2 separate regions of the Sus scrofa genome follow, and region 1 is linked to region 2. Evidence: chromatin contacts called from public targeted proximity ligation data. All regions are on one chromosome and are shown on one strand. The core of a region is the stretch at or near the end of the contact, and the rest is flanking DNA. Distances in the headings are between cores, read along the strand shown.

Region 1 (6,803 bases), core at 1,298-3,797, 140 kb after region 2:
AGAAACCATTGGCTGATTTTGAGCAGTATAGTGACACGACTTGGTTCACATGGTAAAAAGATCCCTCTGGCTGCTATAGTGAAAACAGATGACAAAGTGACGAGACCATGACAAAAATTCAGTTGCGACGGGAGGGTGGCCTGGACCAGGCTGGTGGTAGTATATGTGGACAGAAGTAGAGATATTCTGAGTTACATTTGTTTTGGATTTGGTTTTTTTGGCTGAGCAAACAGCATGCCGAAGTTCCTGGGCCAGGGGTCAAACCTGCACCACAGCAGTGACAATGCCGGATCCTTAACCTGCTGAGCCACCAGGGAACTTCTGAGTTACATTTTTTTTTTCATTTTTTATTTTTTTAAGGTTGCACCTGCAGTATGTGGAAGTTCCCAGACTAGGGGTCGAATTGGAGCTGCAGCTGCTGGCCTATGCCACAGCCACAGCAACACGGGATCTGAGCCACATCCATGACCTATGCCACAGCTTATGGCAACACTGGATCCTTAACCCACTGAGTGAGGCCAGGGACTGAACCTGCACCCTACGAATACTCCATTGGGTTCTTAACCTGCTGAGCCACCACAGGAATTCCCTGGGTTACATTTTGAAGGCAGGGCCAACAGGACTTCTTGACAGATTGGGTACAGCATGAAGAGTGATGGAGGATCAAATACCACTGCAAGGCTTTTGGCTTGAGTACCTGGAAAGTGTTCAAACGGGAGTCTGTGGAAGAACAGATGCTCAGTTTGGAAAGAGTTTGAGATGCCTGTAGAATCTGAGTGAGGATGCCGAGTAGGCAGCTGTTTATATGGGCCTGAGGCGCAAAGGTCCCAAATGCAAAGTCCCTCGCGCAGTGTCCGGATGGCCATTGCCATATCCCCAACATCCAGATTTGGTTCTTAACTACTGCCCAGAAGAGAAGCCTCCCAAGCCAGTGCTGATCGCCACACTACACAGCTTCTCTTACCTGTCCAAGTTTGGAGTTGCTTTGTAAAAAAGACATGTCTTGATCCAAGGAACAAGTGTGTCTCTTCAACCTCATCTTTATAAGGAGGATGACATAATTATGGATGCAGTTCCTTCTGCTGCCTTCCAAAGGAGTAGTCAACAAACTATTTCAACCCCGTCCTCAGTGTTCTCTGTACTTCTCCTGTGGCCCTTAGACACACACCTTGTGCCAGGGGAAGGGCTGCCTCCCTGGATCCCTCAAAACATCTACCCCTCATTTTTTGCTTCCTCCCTGCCCCCAGCCAATAGTTTTGGTTTCTTCTCTCTTGCCTTGAGATAATCTTGGCCATCTCCTTTCTCTAGTGCTCCCCACCTTTCCTAAGCCTGGGATCTCGTCATCCTCTGGGGTCCCTACTTCCATAGTCTCCTCTGGGTATCGAGTGCTGCTTTCCTTGGACAAGATGGTAAGGAATTGTCTATGAAATTCTTCTGGAATTAACTCCCAGAGGCAGAGCTGCTGGAGGAGTCTCAGTCCAGTGGCCTCTGGGCAGTTGAGTGGTACAGGTGGTCCTCCGAGGCTTTGTTTCTGTTCCCAGGGGCAGTACGTGCCCCCACCCTGCAGGTCCTTTTGGTTTGCAGGTGCTGGTCATCCACAAAGAAGTGGATACCGTTCAGCTTAGAGAAAGTGTTTCATCAGCGTTTACTTTGAGGTGGAAGGTGTTACCTCAAGGCCAGCTCCTCTGGAGTTTCGGGCTGTGAAGATGGTCCTTGTAGATGAGGGTGGGGGCAGGAGGAGCTTGGGGGGGGGGCAGCAAAGCCGTCTCACCTCTTCCTGACTTCTGATTGTGCACGTGGGAGAGAGGCTGCAGGGGGCCAACTGCCTTGGAGGCTTTTCCCCCACTTTCATGCTCGATACTATCTTAGGAAAGTCCTTGTTTCCAGGAGCAGCTCCAAACAAGAGGCACAGGATGTTTCCTGAATGGCTCATTGGGTTTTACTTGACAGGTGTGTCCTACGGCAGGAATAACTGGCAGGAACCACAGCTCACGCGCGGCTACATCTTGTCAGGAGGGCTTCTGGGCTCGGTCCCCTCCCTTCTGTTTCAGCTGATCCTTGGCTCTGCGCTTGTGAGCATCTGGGACACTGGGCATGGAAGTAATCCCACATTTTGTTCGATGACTAGCAGACACACAGGCGAGACAAGCCAGGAGCCCAGCCAACTCCCTTAAGGAGTGTGGGCAGAGGCCACACCAGGGGGAGGAGCAGGAGGACGGGCACTCAGGGCCGCCACCAGCGCACCCAGCCAAGCTGGCAGCCTCAGCCTCTGGCACCGGTTCCAAGCCTCTGACCCCCATCCTATTCCATCCTTCCTGAGGATTCATCAGGGAGAACACAGGAGGCTTTTTATAGGCATCCTGATTCAGCCTCGGTAGGGTTGCTGAGAACAAAAAAAATATATATATATATCTGGAGTGGACAGATCTTTAGAAACGTCCTTGCCAAAATATTTTCTTTAGGTCTTCATCAAAGGCCGTACTGATGCGAGGAGGATTTTCCTAATTCCTTCAGAGCTCGGAGGGGTGTTGTGCGCATGAGCTGTTTGTGTGTCAAGGAGACCTGAGCAGCAGAGGCGAGGGAGGTCTTGGCTTCAGCTCTGACGCTTTTAAGGAGATTTCTGGACTCATCAAGCCAGGTCCTGTGGGGATCTTCAAGCCGCACTCATGATTGCCATGGAAACAATAGAAATTTCTGATATAAAATAGAAGTCAGTCTCTGGTCATCACCCTTAAAAAGAAAAAAGGTCTGGTTTTCATCTCTGCTTCTTGGGCTGAGGCCAGATTTTCGGTTGTCTCCTTTGTGGACTTTGGAATGAGGAGCTAAATGGGAAAGAGACGTCCTCTTTGAGGCCAGAGAGGAGCAAGTGAACAAACCGGTATCAAAGTAGCAAGTTTTAACCAGCAGCTTTGCTGGATGTTGGAGACCCCACACTGAGCTTGATTTTAAGTGCGCCCCTGTTTTTCTTTCGGTTTTCCGGTGTAACTGTCTGGACTTCTAAATTACAGGGGGGAACAGCCCGGGAACAGAAAAGCTGCTCTCCTCTGTTCCCAGGCCTGCCGCAGAATAGAAAGAGACGCTGTGGTACTTTGAGATTCCCACTGTGGCCTCTCAGACGGGCTGGTTGGAATAATCCTGATGAGATTTGGAGAAAGGACACAGGCCCATGAGCATTTATACGCACGGAGTGGAATCTTTATCCCTTTCTGGTTCATTGGACTGTCGCTGTCACTACTGATAAATCAAGTGTGTCATCCTTTCCATTGTCTCAGTGCCTGGCATTCAGAGCATGAAGCGATGGAAGGACCCCTTCCGCTGGGCTCGGAATCATGGGTTCTGGCCCAGGTTCTGCCTCCGTGAGCTGTGTGACCTTGCATGAGTCTGTTACCTTCTCTGGGCCTTACTTTAGTCATCATTAAAGTGTGTATGGTTGGGGGAATACTAGATGATTCTGGGTTTTTTTATTTTTCTTTTTAAAATTGTGGTTAAAAACATAACATAAAATTTACCATCATTTTAAGTGTAACATTTCAGTCGTGTTAAGTATATTCATGTTGTTCTGAGACCGCTCTCCAGAACCGCATCCTGCAAACTCTACGCCTATTGAACAGCACCTGCCCCGTCCCATCCCCACTGCCCCCAGCCGCTGGGAACCGCCAGTTTACTTTCTGTTCTGTGAATCTGACTATTTTAGATACTTCGTTAAATGGAATCATACAGTATTGATTCGTCTTTTTGTGACTGTTTCATTTAACTAATGCCTTCAAGGAATTCCTGTCATGGCTCAGCGGTAACAAACCCAACTAATATCCATGAGGACGCTGGTTCGATCCCTGGCCTCACTCAGTGGGTTAAGGATCCAGCGTTGCTGGGAGCTGCAGTATAGGTTGAAGATGCGGCTCAGGTATGACACTGCTGTGGCCGTGGTGTAGGCCAGCTGCTGCAGCTCTGATTCCACCCCTTAACTGGGAACCTCCATATGCCGTGGGTGCAGCCCTAAAGAGACAAAAAAAAACAGATTTTTTTTTTTTTTGACTCTGGGTTTTTTTGCTGCATGTAAGTGACAGGAAGTAAAGGTGCATTGTTCAGGGTTTGATATAACCAGACGTCTGTCATGCAAGGGAATGGGTGGAGTTGGAGGAAACAAATGATTCCCAGGACGGACTAGGTGCCGGTCAATTTTCTAAGTATTTTCCATACATTAACACATTTACTACTCATAGCAAGAACAAATTTACGAGGTAAATACCAGGACCATCCTCATTTTACACTGATGAAACTGACACACAGACAGAGGAAGTAACTCACCTAAGGTCACACAGTGAATTGAGGCCCAAGGTCCTTCTGCCTCCTGTGGCTCCCATCCTTGAGTACAGACCTCTTTAGTCTTTACTCCATTATGTATTATCACCCCAGGATGCTTTTTGTGTCTTTCTCCTGCATCCCTCCTTTTTTTTTTTTTTTTTTTTTTTTTTTTTTTTTTTTTTTTTTTGCTATTTCTTGGCGCTCTCCGGCATATGGAGGTTCCAGGCTAGGGTCAATCGAGCTGTAGCCACGCCTACGCCAGAGCCACACGCGGATCGGCCGCGTCTGCCCTACCACAGCTCACGGCACGCCGATCGTTAACCCACTGGCAGGGCCGAACCCGCACCTCATGTTCCTAGTCGATTCGTTAACCACTGCGCCACGACGGAACTCCCTCCTCAACCATGCCTCTGGAACCTAGTCCACGATAAACAGAGTCCCTGTATTCTTAGCATTTCTGCTAAATGTTTCCCTATTTTCTGCCATCAGCTGAGGCCTGAGTCTCCCCTGACATCCTTGCTTTTCTTTCATCCTTTCAAGGGAAAGGACCTTACTCTTACCTACCTCCTGCCCCTCGGGTTGGGAGTTGAGAATGTCTCCATTGCTCTCCGAAGCTGTTGCCAGGCCATTCTTCCACCCTCTCACATAAAATTCCCTTGGGCTCTGAGGCTCACATCACATCCCTAGGTCATCCGTGTCTCATGCGTCAATCTGCTGATCAGTCTCTGTATGTACAGAAGATTTGGGCAGTAGGCTCTTGACCTCTCTCACTCTCCCAGCTTCTGCCAATTGTCAACCTCAGTGACTCCAGTGTCCTAAAGGGTGACCCTCCTGAACCCACTGGCTCCTCTGATCTTGAGCTTCAAACGGAGTGTTTTTTACTTGGCCTCTACTTCACCACGCAGGTCTTTCAATAGCCCTGCCCTGCCGTGTCATCACTCAGGATGACCCCAACTGGAAATCTCAGACCGCAGTGTCCTTCTAGCTCATTCACTCCTTCACCCTTATTAGTTAGTTCCTGCAGGTGTTCAGAGCCTAGAGCATCATGCTCAGCTAGGCTATCTCCCCCTCCTCTCTTAAGCCAAACTCTAGGGCAATCATCTGAACTGTTTTCTCATTAACAGCCTCAGCAGTATCAATCCCCAACTCTACCTTCCTTTCTCCTGCTTGGAGGATGGAGCAGCTCGCCTTCCTTCAAATTTAACACTTCAACCTATACCCCCCAGGTTTTCTCTAGTGTCCTGCTCTGTCAGTCATTCCCTTTCTGCCATGTCTCTACACCCTCTTTCTTTTATCTATGAACATGCTCAACTCTCCCCATTCCCCAGCCTTCTCTTGACCCTACATCCTTACCCCAGCATCTGCCCAATCTCACTCCTTCCCCTAAACGAAATTTCTGGAAAGAGAGTCTCTACTTATTCACCTCCTTTTCAGCTCTCGACCATCAGAATTTGATTCCTGTTGCTCCTATGGCATGTGGGTATATGTGAGGCTGGGTTGGAAATCTGAAGTACCGAGCAGCTGATTATTTCCACTGACATGTTGGATGGGGAGGCCCAGGTGATGCAAGACAAGGAGATGAGTGAACCTGTGGAGCATGGGAACATTTGCAATGTGTCTAAGCGGGGAAAAGAATAGAAAAGGACTATCAAGAGCCACTCTGTGCATCTTAATGGAAAGTTAACTTGCATAATGCCTGGAACATAGACGATAGACAGTGAAGGAGACCCCCCAGCCCCTGCCCGACCTTATCCCCTTTCTTTGGAGCTCAGTCTTCTTTGTACAGCATGAGGTTAGACCGAATGATCATCAAATGCCTTCCAACTCTAACTGTCTTCATACAACAGAATTTCTCCCAGCAATGTCTTGAGTTTGTAACTGCCTTGGAGTCAGGGCTTTCAAAAACTGCTAACAAAAAGGTCTCTGTTCTTTCCACAGAGCATTCTAAGCAAATATCAACAAGAGATGTTTTTAAGAGACATTGAAACTCATAGCATAATCACCTCTTATCTTATTGTGCTGCTTCTTTAGTGATCTAAACCAGTGCGTTTGTGGTGATGGTGGTGTTATGAGGATTAAAGTGGTGATGTGATTTCTATCCGAGTTAGTATATGTGCATTTCAAAGAGATTTTTAGGGTTTTGCACATCACTTAAGGAGTACCTATGATTCACTTAAATTTTGGACTAAAGAAAGGCTAATGGTTTTCAGACAGATGGGTCTTTTGTGGACAGAGCTGGACAAAAAGACCATGAAAAGAATGCAGAATTCAATCAGGCAATAAAGAGATTAGTTGAATCCAGCCTAGACTAGGGGTTGCTGAATTCCATCTACCCAAATTAAGCTTCTCTTTTAAAAAAGGGCCAGTATGTTTGCTATTTCTAGAGAATGTAGCATACTCAGATCCTGAAAGTCTGTCTTTATGATTTCAATGTACAATGGGTAATATTTTAATCTGGAGATTCCAAGTTGAAAGGTATACGTGATGTTGGTTAGGTT
Region 2 (7,659 bases), core at 304-2,803:
CTGTCTCCCTTGTGACGAATAAGTATGGGCTAAACACCATCTCTATTCTCTTCTCAGAAGTGTCTGATATCTTCCCTTTAGGAAGATTAAAAAAGTAAGCAGGAATATTAGGGCTTTTAGCCAGAATGTATAAGATCTTTCAAAACTCAGGGAGTTCCCGTCATGGCTCAGTGGTTAAGGAATCTGTCTAGGAATCTGTCTAGGAAGAATGAGGTTGTGGGTTTGATCCCTTGCCTCGCTCAGCGGGTTAAGGATCCGGTGTTGCCATGAGCTGTGTTGCAGGTTGCAGACTAGGCTTGGATCTGGCATTGCTGTGGCTCTGGCATAGGCTGGTGGCTACAACTCCCATTAGACCCTGAGCCTGGGAACCTCCATATGCAGCGGGTGCGGCCTTATAGAAAGGCAAAAAAAAAAAAAAAAAAAAAAAAAAAAAAGAACTAAGGGAAAAATCCGATTTACAAAATGAACAAATAACTTGAAAAGAAACTTAAAAATATATAAATTCTCAATAAGCATACAAGATGCTCAACATTGTTAGAGAAATGCAAATGAAAACCACTCTGAGAAGCTATACACATAAAAGAATGGCTAAACTGAAGTAAAGTAAAATAACATAACATAAAATAAAAATTGATAATATCAAGTGCTGATGAGGATGCAGGGTAAGTAGAACTCTTGCCCATGGTGTAGGAATGCAAAATGACAAAGCCATTTTAGAAAACAGTTTGGCAGTTTCTCATAAAATTAAAATATACTTACCATATGACTGAGTAATCCCACTTTTAAGTGTTTGCCTGAGGGAACTGAAAACTTATGTTCATGCAAAAACCTGTATGCAAATGTTTATGGCAGCTTTATTCATAAACACCCCAAACTAGAAACAACCCTAATGTCCTTCAACTGGTGAATGAATAAACAAACTATTGTCCATCCAAATAATGAGCAGTAAAAGGAACTAACTTGTGATACAATACATGTTGAATACGAATTGAATCTCAATATGCATTCTGCTAAATGAAACCATCCAGACTCAAAAATCTCAAAATCCTATCATCTGATTCCATTTATGTGACATTTGGGAAAAGGCAAAACTCTAGAGACCGAAGAGAATATTTGCCAGGGGCTAACGGGCCACAAAGAGCCACAAGGGAGCTTTTTGAGATAATTGAAATATATCTTCTTGTGGTTCTATCATTGTATGCATTTGTTGAGACTCATAGGATTATATATTAAAAGGGGCGACTTTACAACATGTAAATTACAGCTCAATAATTTTAAACAAGGAATGGCCAGCAATAAAATCGAATACAAAGATAAATGGGATGAACCATGGCAATTTGCTTCTTTGAGAAAACTAAGAAAATTAGACAAACCTCTGATGATATTAACCAGCATTGCCAAAAAGAGCCAAGAGAAGGGGTGGGACCTGTAGGGAGAGAAGAGGTGGTATCCAAGTCCGCCTCTCTCAGTTCCCTCTGAAATTCAGGACTGCAGAGGAGAGGGACAATGACTAAGCGCTAGGAAAGTAACACCTGTGAGGAAAGGTTAAAGGAACTGAGATTACGTTCCCTGGCAACGAGAGGCCAGAAGGATGATTTAACAGCAGTCTTTGAGTTTCCAAGCCTCCTTGACAGTTTGATTACGGTGCCATTTAGCAGAGCTGAACAGCTTTAATGATCTCTAGCACATTATAATGGGATTGTGCCCAAGGAATTAATGGCTTCAGTAAACAAGGAGGTCTTCTCTGAAAGAGAAAGTGCTTGCGTTGCCCTATAGAATGAGAATGTGCCTGAAGTGCCCTGAAGAGCCATATGGCTTGGAGCCTCTATGTCCTTAGCTATAAAACAGCCACAGTGTTACCTACTTAACAGTTTTGTAGAGAGAATTCAAATCAAATGGCTCTTGTTTTTTTGGCTGAGCTTGTGGCATGCAGAAGTTCCTTGGCTAAGGATCCAACCCAGGCCACAGCAGTGACAATGCCAGATACCTAATGCCCTGAGCCACCAGGGAGCTTCATATAGTAATTTTTTTTTGGCCACACATGTGGAATGCAAAAGTTCCAGGGCCGGGGATGGAACCAAAGCCACAGCAGAGATAACACCAGATCCTTAACCTGATGAGCCACCAGGGAACTCCTAGGTAGCTTATGAAATGTGCCTGGTCATCCTCCTCTTTCCTAAAGTCATTCTTCTTTTCCTTTCCTAATTGAAAGGTGCAAGCATTAACATTTTGGGTATAATAATAATAAACAATATTGTGCTTACCATATGCAACATAATCTGCTACACTTTTCATATTTATTAATTCATTTAATCATCCCAGCAATCCTATGGAAGGAGGTATTACTACTATCTCCATTTTACAGATATGGACACTGAGAAACAAGAGAGGAAGTTGCAGTTGTATTTCCATGGTGAAATAAAATGATGCTTTTTGTGGATTTGTCTCTCTCTTGTGCTCTCTTTTCCTCTTGGTACTATTCTTCCATTTATATTGCCTTTCGTAGTTGACAAAGTACTTTCAAAAGCCATATTTTAGTTGCAACAACAAGTAGTAGTGATTCATATGTGTTATTGAAGTTTAATGGTGATAGTTTCTTGAAAGTTCTAGGGGGAGTTAAATGCTGATGTTCTGAATTCCATATTTTAGGTTTTGTTTTCTATACCTCTTATAAAATCTACTCTTTTCTTTCTTGATTCTTACTGACCTTTCAAGGCCCAGGTAAAGGTCCCACCTCCCCATTCAGTGACATTTTGTAAGTACTTACCAGGAAGTTCCCTTGGGGAGCAGAGGGTTAAGGATCCAGGGTCACTGTATCAGCTTGGGTTGCTGCTGTGACACAGGTTTGATCCCTGGCCTGGGAACTTCACATGCTATGGCATGGCCAAAAAAAAAAAAGTGCTTCTCATATACTGGGCATCAGCTTTTCTCCCTTGACCACCGAGGGAACATACTATCACCTGTCTTCATAGAGAGAGAGACTGCAGAGATTGAATGGACCCTGCCTCTGGAGAATTCACTGTCTAGTTGGACAGTGGGCAGATGCATGACCTACTCATTAGAACAGTATAAGTGCAAAAGTGGGTAACTGCAGGTTTGAATGGGGGCAGTGAAGGAGTCCAGGATGAGCAGGGAAGAGAAGAGTAAAAAGTGAGACAGAAGAGAGAAGATGAAGAATAGCTGTATGCCAATAATGAGGGCATTGGGGATAGAGTTGGGGGCCAGAAGAAATAAGGAAGTTTTGGAATATTTACCCTATGTGGAATAGGAAAGGAGTCAACCCAGAATGAATTAAAACAATGATTCTGAAGCTGGTGCACAACAGAACAGTTAAAGAAAATACCAATGCTTACTTACTTCCCATCCCAAAGTTTTGATTCAGTTGATTTGTTTGATGGGGTTCAGCCACTGGTGTTTTTAGATAGCTCCCAAGCGATCTTGGTGTAAACTGGGACTATGAAATACAGAAAACAATTGCTGAGTAGTGCTAAGGAGCTCATACCTATCCTGCCTAAGTAAATTTCTCACTATTATTTACTCTAATATTCATTCATTTGTTCATTCAAAAAGTAGATTTGTTGAGGACCTACTATGTGTCAGCTGCTTCACTAGACAATGAAAAATCTTCTAATTGCATTGATTATTATTTTCCTTTCATTTTTGCACTCAATTGTAGATTAAATCCTTTTCAAAAATGTAATAGAAGCCAAGGTATTTGAATACTTACTGTGTATGCTTGAAACTTCACAATGTCTGCTTGTGATAGGCCATGTCCTTTTTATGTCTCACATTTGACAGATGAGAAAAATTAGGGACAGAGAAGTGAAGTAACTTGCCCAAGGTCACCTAGCTAATAGCTGGCAGAGCTGAGAGGCCCCAGAATGGTGTCCTTAGCTGCTCTGAGCACCTCCTTCCATGCTGAGCTCAAAGACAGTGCTTCATAAATATGTCTTGAATTCTCAGAAATACTAAAAATACGGTTAGCCAGATAGCTTTCAAATGATGGAGGATAGCTTGCCTCAAATTAATGCGTTTCATTGGCCAGTATGAGTCACATGGCCATGTCTTATTGTAGATGAGTCTGAGAAATGCAGTCTGGCTGTGTGTACAGGAGGGAAGGACAAAAGGATGAGTGAACAACGAGACAGTCTCTGCTACACTGTCCTCTGATGTAATGGAACTTTTAAATTTAGCATAGTCAAAGGTGTCATTTTTTTCTTTGCATTTATTGTCTTATTTAAAAAAATAATTCTCTACTGTAAGGACATAGGATTTTATGCTACTTACTTTTCTAAAATTTTTCAGGTTTTGGAGTTCCTGTTGTGGCGCAGTGGTTAACGAATCCGACTAGGGACCATGAGGTTGCGGGTTCGATCCCTGGCCTTGCTCAGTGGGTTAAGGATCAGGCATTGCCGTGAGTTGTGGTGTAGGTCTCAGATGCGGCTCGGATCCCACGTTGCTGTGCCTGTGGTGTAGGCTGGTGGCTACAGCTCCGATTAGATCCCTAGCCTGGAACCTCCATATGCCGCGGGTGTGGCCCAAGAAATTGCCAAAAAAAAAGACAAAAATAAATAAATAAATAAATAAATAAAAGTTTTCAGGTTTTGATTTACACATTTACATCTCTAATCTACTTGGTATCAATTTTGGTGTATAGTGTAAGGGAAGGATTCCATTATTGTCTTTATGTCTAATGTTTTGGAATTTCATGATGCCGCTTTTTGGTACAGCTCCCCTCCCCCCCTTTTAGGGCTGCACCTGTGGCATGTAGAAGTTCCCAGGCTAGGGGTCGAATCAGAGCTGAAGCTGCCCACTTACACCACAGCCACAGCAACGCTTGATCTAAGCTCTGTCTGTGACCTACATCGCAACTTGTGGCAACGCCAGATCCTTAACCCACTGAGTGAGGTCAGGGACGGAACCCACATCCTCATGGATTCTAGTTGGTTTGTAACCTGCTGAGCTGCAATGGGAACTCCTTGGTATACATAGCTTTTTTCTTTTGTGCTAAGGTCTCTCAACCTGAAGATCAATGTTCTTTTTTTTTTTTTTTTTTTTTTTTTTTTTGTCTTTTTGCTATTTCTTGGGCCGCTCCTGCGGCATATGGAGGTTCCCAGGCTAGGGGTTGAATCGGAGCTGTAGCCACCGGCCTACGCCAGAGCCACAGCAACGCGGGATCCGAGCCGCGTCTGCAACCTACACCACAGCTCACGGCAACGCCGGATCGTTAACCCACTGAGCAAGGCAGGGACCGAACCCGCAACCTCATGGTTCCTAGTCGGCTTCGTTAACCACTGCGCCACGACGGGAACTCCCCAATGTTCTTTAAAACTGAGAAATTTTTCTGAGTTATTTATTTGGTCATTTTATGCCCTTTGTTTTTTCTTTCTGGAATTCCTGTTGTTGTTTAACCTGAATCGATCTTTTATATATTCTATTTTTCTCTCATATAATCCATCTTTATCTTTTGTTTCACATTTGCATGTGTGCGTGTTGTATTTCATTATCATCATTAATTTAATACTAATCACTAATCATTTCATGTAGCATGTTCTCAGACCAACGTTGACTAAGGCCTTTCAAAAAAATTGATGTCACCGTTTTGGTTGACGGTGACGATAAAAGTCAAGCCTAATAGGTGTTCTGACAAATGTGACCCTTGCCTCTCTGCAAATTTTATAGCAGACCGTGGAGGTAAAATATGGTCTGTGTAATTTCAAGTCCAATGTTCATGTACTCATGAAATATTACCAGGCCTCTTTTTTTTGTGTGCAGAGGAGGGGAAAGAATATTCAGAAAGAGGCAGCATAAACTGAGCCAAAGAGGTGGGCAAAGATGTGATACTGGGGCTTCAATGCTGCTGTCCATCACTCATTCTTTCCTCCTCTCCTTAGACATTCGCCAGCCTCCTGTGTCACAGGCTTTAAGAGGACAGTTGTCTCTCTTGTCAAGAGCTCTCCTGTGTAGCCCAGGGCGTGGGACTTGGAAGGAAAAGGGGTTAGGTGACATAGACTTTTGGCTGCTGCTGTTGGTGAGGAGGGCGGATTGACTGATTTATCTATATAAACATATTAAATATATATATAGCTACTTTATTTTCCAACTATTTTACTGGATTTTCAAATTTAGCAGTCTTATTTTTAATATCCCCAGAACTCTTTCTCGTTTTATGTTCTTTTCTTTTTATAGCATTTTGATGCTGTTTTTATAGATGTAATATCTTCCTTAACCTTTCAGACGATTCGAGTTCTCTTCAGTTTTCTGTATTTTCTCTGTGCGCTCTGTGGTACCATTTTCGGTTAGTTTTTTTGATGTCTCTCTATTATTAAAGGAATGGTCACCTGTAGCACTTCACTCCTAAGTAAGCATGAGCTTCTGGAAGGCAGAGTGGAATGCTTTTGACCTGCATGGGACTTGCTGTCTGATGGTAGTTGTTTTAGGGTGATTGGCAGGGAGTTGGCTCAATGCTGGGAAACATCCAGATGCCATCCTATGGCGGTCTTTCTCTGGAGCCATTCACCTTTTCCAGATAAGAAACCTCATAATTCCTGCCTGGAGAAAAAGGGGCTGGCTACGAGGAAACTGTGTTTAGGCATGTTCAGGTGCATAATATTAAGTCTGCAAATACAGGCTTTTTCAATCAGTCCCACACTTTGCTGTAATAATAACAGAAATGACAAACTCTCATCTGTAGCTTCCTCTATGTCAGGCACTAATCTAACTGCTTAGTACTGTTATTTACTTTATTAATTGCTTTACTCATTTAATCCTCCCAACAAACATGATATTACAGATGAGGAAACTGAGGCACAGAGAAATTAAGCAACTTACCTGAGGTCACAGAGCTACTAAACTGTAAAGTGAGAATTTGAACCCAGGTCCTCTGACTGACTATAGGGCCTATAAAATACTCTCTCCTTGAAAGAAAAATGATGTAGACTGGCATTTGGGCAGTGTTATTTCTGAGAGCGCCACAGGATTGCGAGCTCCATGAGGGCAAGAATTTTGTTTATTTTACCACCACTGTTTGCCCCAATCCTAGCGCAGATCAGGGCAATACATTTTCCAGAATGAATGAACATATAGTGCCTTTTATAAAAATGTGGCACTCGTGGGCTCACTAAAGAAAGGTGTAATGTGTGTTTAGCATGGAGGCTCTCTGTTTTTCTTTTGGTTACTAAAAATCATTTTTCCCTTTTGACTGGTAGATCTGAGGTTACAAGAGAGTAGATGTGAGGTTGCAGCAGACCCAGGGCACTTCTCTTCAGAAAAAGCATTGTCATCTCCTCCCATAACTGGTTATCTCATTCTTTAGATTTCAGAGATTTCAAAGACTGCTACTATTACTTGGGAAGTGAGCTTATTAGATTTTTCTCAGTATTGTGTGCTACAAACCAACATTCCTGTCATTAGCTGTCATCTGCAGTTTGGAGCAGCCTCTAGCTCCCACCATTTCCGTTTAAAAACAAAAAGCAAAAAACAAACCCCCCCAAGGTTTGATTTTGATATCGTTCTGTTTGAATGAATGCTGCTACCATTCTTTTCCTTACAAAATGGCTCTAATTTTACAATGACTGTACAAAGCATGGATTCCCAGAAACGGAGTGACCTGAAGGCACTGGCCTTATACATGCTTTTATGTGCTCAAATAAAAAAAAA

The links.
Region 1: a targeted proximity ligation map of skeletal muscle shows a contact between it and region 2, with 3 times the contacts expected there. A contact is called at or near these places in 2 of 47 Hi-C or Micro-C datasets (both in skeletal muscle) and 1 of 2 datasets of targeted methods (skeletal muscle).

Annotation. Positions count from the first base shown.
Region 1 is chr5:90,012,949-90,019,751 of Sscrofa11.1, forward strand. No RefSeq gene overlaps it. Among named protein-coding and RNA genes, the nearest start is that of EEA1, 120 kb to the right of the region's middle.
Region 2 is chr5:89,870,773-89,878,431 of Sscrofa11.1, forward strand. No RefSeq gene overlaps it. Among named protein-coding and RNA genes, the nearest start is that of NUDT4, 150 kb to the left of the region's middle.